Regions from separate parts of the Mustela erminea genome. Here region 2 is linked to region 1. Evidence: chromatin contacts called from public Hi-C data. All regions are on one chromosome and are shown on one strand. The core of a region is the stretch at or near the end of the contact, and the rest is flanking DNA. Distances in the headings are between cores, read along the strand shown. Region 1 holds the start of HOMEZ (homeobox and leucine zipper protein Homez). Region 2 holds the start of NGDN (neuroguidin).

Evidence for each region. A called contact is a pair of places that touch in the nucleus more often than the background predicts.
Region 2: a Hi-C map of skeletal muscle shows a contact between it and region 1, with 10 times the contacts expected there. The contact joins the promoter of NGDN here to the promoter of HOMEZ in region 1. A contact is called at or near these places in 2 of 3 Hi-C or Micro-C datasets (skeletal muscle and spleen).

What each region holds. Positions count from the first base shown.
Region 1 is chr5:74,967,843-74,970,696 of mMusErm1.Pri, forward strand. HOMEZ (homeobox and leucine zipper protein Homez) reads right to left here and starts at 1,469. Exons shown (of 3, transcript XR_004285850.1): 1 at 1,235-1,469.
Region 2 is chr5:75,111,369-75,114,193 of mMusErm1.Pri, forward strand. It overlaps NGDN (neuroguidin), which reads left to right and starts at 1,289. Exons shown (of 11, transcript XM_032343859.1): 1 at 1,289-1,331; 2 at 1,660-1,719; 3 at 2,335-2,406. The coding sequence starts at 1,311.

The DNA of each region.
Region 1 (2,854 bases), core at 219-2,718:
GTGCGTTAAAGCCTTTGCCTTCAGCTCAGGTCATGATCCCAGGATCGAGCTGCACATCAGGCTCTCTGCTCAACAGGAAGCCTGCTTCCCCCTCTCTCTCTGCCTGCCTCTCTGCCTACTCATGATCTCTGTCAAATAAATAAAATCTTTTTAAAAGTAAATAAAACAAAACAAAAAAACCCTTGAAATCATACATCAGAGGCAGTGGCACATTAGAATTACCTGGGAAATTTAAACCAGGGAACCCTCCTTCGTATTTTGACTTAAATTAGTCTGGACTCGGGCCCAGGCATCAGTACTTTAAAAAGTTCTCAGGGTGCAGCCAGATTTGAAATTCGCTTGTGTAGTTTATATGGAAAGACAACTGGGAACTCCAATCAGCAGACTTACACAAAAGAAAACGCCTGGACACTACCCCAGAAGATTGGTGCAATGAACATACTTTTAATGACAATGCTTAAGAGATGTATGCATCATTTAAAAAATTCCCAAGTTTAACTGGCTTGTTTTTTCAATCATTGCAATTTACCTGTCCTACTCATATAATATAAAAGGGCTTCAAATGTATGGTGAGGAGGTTCATACGATAAAAGATCTCCTGATCTGGGCCCACATTACCAAACAGGTCTCAGCTTGAGTCTTTCAGTTTAGAAGTCTCAGATTAGGACACAAAACCAGGAACCTCTGAGAACTCGGGTTCTCACTTTTTTGGTTTGTTTTCTGAGTATGGTTGGGTAGGGGGTCAGAAGGCGCAGTTTCTCCCAAACCTTTCATTCCCAAATACCATCGCTTCCCAGAAGTAAGACCAGGTTTCTGTACGTGTGTTGAGGTCGCCAGGAGGTAGTCGTGGGGGGAGGAGGAGAGGCCTGGGAAAGAAACGTTTCTCCTATCCTCCATTTCGCAGGCAGTCTATAAGGCTCCAAACTGGGTCAGAGAACAAAAAGTTGCTGCACTTGGGGCGATGAGCCCCAGGGAGCAGCCGAATCTCAATCCTCCCCTCGCGGGGGGGACGTCCCAACCCAGCCTTCCCCTCCTCCCTACACACCCACTCACCCTCCCCCAGTTACAACAGGGAACCGAAAAGTCCAGAGGAGAAAGGAGAGAGAACTGGGCGACTTCGAGCCTAGAATTCTCCAACCACCACCCCCCCTCCACAGCGCGGGGATGGGGCTCCGGAGGTCGGAGATCGTACAGGGGCTGGGAGGGGTAGTCGAAGGGGCTGGGGATCACTCACCACGGTCCGGCCCGGGCGGCGGCTCCCAGCCTCGCACCATGGGCCGGGGGGAAAGGGGGAGAAAGGGCAGGGGGCCTCCGGGGTGGGAGTGGGGTTCCCGCCCGGTGCGGCCTGCTCCAAGCCCACCCGCGCGGAGGGCCGGGACCGGGACTGCCCCCCCTGTCCCCGAGAGCGCGCCCGTATAGCCCAACCCTGGTCGAACGAGTTGGAGGCGGGGCGAATGGGTGGGGCGAGCTCCAGGGGCGGTGCCAAGGTGGCCCGTGTCCCGATTGGTGGAAGTAGGCAGGCAGGCACCGGCGGAACGCACTGGGCCGGCCATTGGCTGCGTGAGTCTCGGCTGAAGTCGGTTATTGGCTGGGAGGGCCTCAGCCGGGGTGGCTATTGGCTGCTTGGGTCAGGGAAGATGTCCCCCAGGGCCAGGGTGCTGTGAATGGTACCTCCTCTCCCCCCCTCCTCCCCCTCCCCCCGCTTTCGACCTTTCCGCGCGGGACCTTCGGAGTACGCTGAGCCCTGGTCCTCCCGGAATTGCCCCAAGGAATTCACAGGAGTTTGTTCAGTTGTCCAAGACTAACTTGCAACTACTCCCCATTTGTTCCTCCTGAAGGAAGACTTTTTTCAGCATCCCCTTGTCAGCCTTACACGCGAGTAGAACCAGAGCGGAGCCGCGCCTGCCCAGCCGAGGGCAGTCAGCAGCGTCGCTGTAAACGAAGCGCCCAGAGCAACCGGGAACTTGTTCTCCAGATGGATCAAATGTCTTGCAGCCTGAAAGACGAGGATCCCAGCAGCCCGGCCCCTTCAGAACGCTGCACAGGTGTTCCCACGGACTGAGTGCCGGAAGTAGGCACCTGTTTGGGGACCCCCCCCCAGACAATCCGACCCCTAGGCCCACCTCTCTGTCCCAGTGAGGAGGACCTGCCTCATAGATTTGAGGACCTTGATTTTCGCTGTCAAGAAAAAGATGGCAACAAAATGGGACTTTTCACCAGAGTAGTCACAAAAGTTGTGGACAAAAGTTAATATATTTGGAATTTGGGCCAAAGCTTGTATATTTAGGATTCTCGGTCTTTAAACAAAAACTTGGACACAGTACTTTCTGAAGTGATTCTTTTGTTCTTATATGCTAATCTTTGAAAAAGCCTCTTTTTGCCTTTAGGTCACTTAATAGTATACACAACTACAATAATTTATGAAACAATTTCAGACTTTGTTCTGTATCCCACAGACATCACCCCTCCCATATACTAGCCACCAAACCAATGCCTGCTATGGATTCTTTATTGCTCCAATTTAAGGTCTAGAGCACTTTCATGATTGTCAGACATCAGAAATGGTTTTCAACTTCAGCACTGAGCCTCATGTTAATTATGCCTATATTTTCACCTGCCCTCCTCCCAGCCCCATTACATTCAGTAAAAATTTCAACCTCCTAAGAGCCAGCCCTACAATATTCAAACTAGTATCCAGCAAAAACATCAGCAAAACATAGGTGTAAACCAAGGGAAGATATATATACTCAGCTTTAGAGTTGGAAACTTCTGATCCCTCAGGGTTTAAGCTAGGGCTCGTAGTACATAACAGACTTTGTCTTAAATCATGACTATTACCATGCCCCAATAATTT
Region 2 (2,825 bases), core at 39-2,538, 140 kb after region 1:
ATATATATAAAGGCAACTTTTCATAATACAAATCCTGACACGTTGTACAAAAATTATTAATAGAATGAATAGGTTATCAAGGCACTCTGAGCTTCCACATGGGCCTGAAGCAGCAAACCAACGTTAAGAGGCATAGGGACTGGATACAACTCATAACCATTCTTCCCGAGTCCCACAAAAAATTTAGAAACCAGTATCTTCCCACCCTGGCTGAGATATGCGGGTTATTCCTTCCTTAATTCCAGAAGACAGTTCCAAGTCAGGAGATCTCATTTCTTAGTCAGAGATCAGCTCGCCCTTGGCAGGACAAATTCAAGACCATTATCAGCCTCTGCAGGGTTTACATCCTAAGGCAGGGGATAGAAGAAATTAATACAGACTCAATTCACTTTACCAGCCTGTGAGAAGCAGGAGTGAATTGACGTATTTTGAAATATGGAGAAGAGAATGAAACAAGCTGGATTTGGACCAAGTTCTGCTGTGGACCTGTGTGATAGGGGCATGTCACATAAATCTTAACTGGCTTCCTCCTTTGTAAAACGCACTTTCACGTCCCCAAACGGGTAGGGGTGAGGAGTGTTGGGAGTGGCACATGGGAGTGGCACAGGGTCTCCTCCGCACACCACGAGGAGGTGAGAGTGGATGTCCTGGGCGTCCGTTTGTAATCTACCTCGGGGCTTCTCTGGCCAAGGCTCAGAGACCGAGTGACCTCTCCAGTGTCACACAAGTCTACTGACACAAAGTCGATCCAGGGCCCTTGCGGTCTGTGAAGGATCTCGCGCGGTCTGTGAGGAATCTCGCGCGACCTGCATTGGAGCAGCGGCATGCTACCGCGGATCCGTAACCCAGCCACCCCAGAGAGAAGCCGAGGACTGCCACCTAGCGGTCAGTTGTGGCCACGCAAGGCAGAGTAATGAAAAAGACTGGGTACGGCGGCATCCGGGAAGCCAATACGTTCTCAGTCGGCTCTGCAAACGTCTTTTTGCCATTGGGCCTTTCTAATTGTCTATCAGTCACTTGGCTAGTTTTATATTGGTTTAGCTCCAAAAATTCTATACAATCGGCTAATCACGCGTCCATTTCCACGAGCATTTTTACGTCATTAGATCGCACCCTAAATCTGACGAAGATAGTCAGTTCTTCCATTCTATTGGCTGGATGTGGCTCCAATCCCGCACATCCTGTTCGGGGCGGAAGTGAGATATCACTATTCCTATTGGCTTAGATTTCCAAGCGGCTGTTGTCTATCAAGTCTATCGCCCAATGTTAGCTCAGAAAGTACCGCCCCGGAAGAGGCAGGCTTTGTGAAGATGGCGGCGCCGGGTAGTCCAGTGAGTTTGCTTCCTCGCGTTGCTATTGTGGGATTTTCCTACACCCTCAGCTGCCCTGGGCAAGTTATTGGCGCGAAGGAAGGGAGTGATGAAAGGAAGCAGCCTGCTTGGCACAGCGGGGCGAGAGGAGGAGTAGGGTGACGGAGGTGAAGCTACCGCTTCTCTTAGAAATGTGGAGGATTGGCCGGCTTTGAAGCAAGTCTGCATGTGTACTGGAGTGGGAAAGTCGGAAGAATGGGGTGTCTGAAGGAGAGTGTTTTCCACCCCTCCAAATCTTCTCATAATCCCGAGGAAAGAAGGGCTTTTATTTTCTCTCTCCCTCTCACAGGTGGTGCTGGAGTCAGACCTGCCAGGTGCTGTCACACTTTTGAAGAACCTTCAGGAGCAGGTGAGTCATACCACCCCTTTGGGACGGGTTAGTGAAAAATTGGCTTTGGTTTTGTGTGCTTCACCTCCAAACTGTGGTCGTTTGAAGGCATGTATTGAATGATAGCAAATACTTTGAGAGCCAAGTGACTTAATGAAAACCTTTTCAGACTAGAATTTAAAGTAATTTCTGCATCCAAAGCAATACAGAAAACTCCAAAAAGAAGTCGTCTGAATGATTTTCTTTTCTATTATATAGCTAAGGAAACTAGTGCTGGGAAAAGTGGTATGATTTGCCCTTAGGGTACCTAGGTGTACTGGTTGAAAGTTCATCCAGTACCGATAAAGGTACAGCACCCTTCCCCCCACCACTGGCCCAGTTCCCATCCCTTCCCCCATGGTTTGGTACGATGGTTTCTGTAGCTTTAAGAAAAGGTGGAAAGTTTTTTGCACTTTTTGATGAAGTATCAAAAACCATCTCTGCTATACTTTCCCAGAACTGAAAAGAAAGTAGTGCTACATTTCAGGTAATGTTGCTGATGATTTTTAGGCGTCATTGTTTAGTTTATGCCCTTCATAGGTCACAGAGATGACTTAGGTGTATTCTCCTCAGCTGTTTTATTTGAACTGATTTCAGGTGATGGCTGTAACTGCACAAATACAAGCTCTGACAAAAAAAGTTCAAGCTAGAGCCTATCCTACAGAGAAGGTAAGACATATTTGAAGAGGGGAAACTGGGTGGCTCAGTCGCTAAGCGTCTGCATTTGGCTCAGGTCATAATCCCAACATCCTGGGATCGAGCCCCACATCAGGCTCTCTGCTCAGAGGGAAGCCTGCTTCTCCCCACCCACTCCCCCTGCTTGTATTCCCTCTCTCTGTCTCTCTAAATAAATAAAATCTTTAAAAAAAAAAAAGACATATTTGAAGACCTAATATCCTCTGTCTTGTTTTCCACAGTTCTTTTATCATAGGTTTATTGAGTGTCTTATGTGTCCTAAGTGTTAGAGCTTGGAAGATGAGTAAGATCCAGTTTCCGTGCTGAAGTCTAGTGGAGAAGACAGATAAGAGCAATATGTTTGAGCAAGAGCAGTCACTTCACAGTGCCAGAGAGCAGAGGAAGTGAGGGAA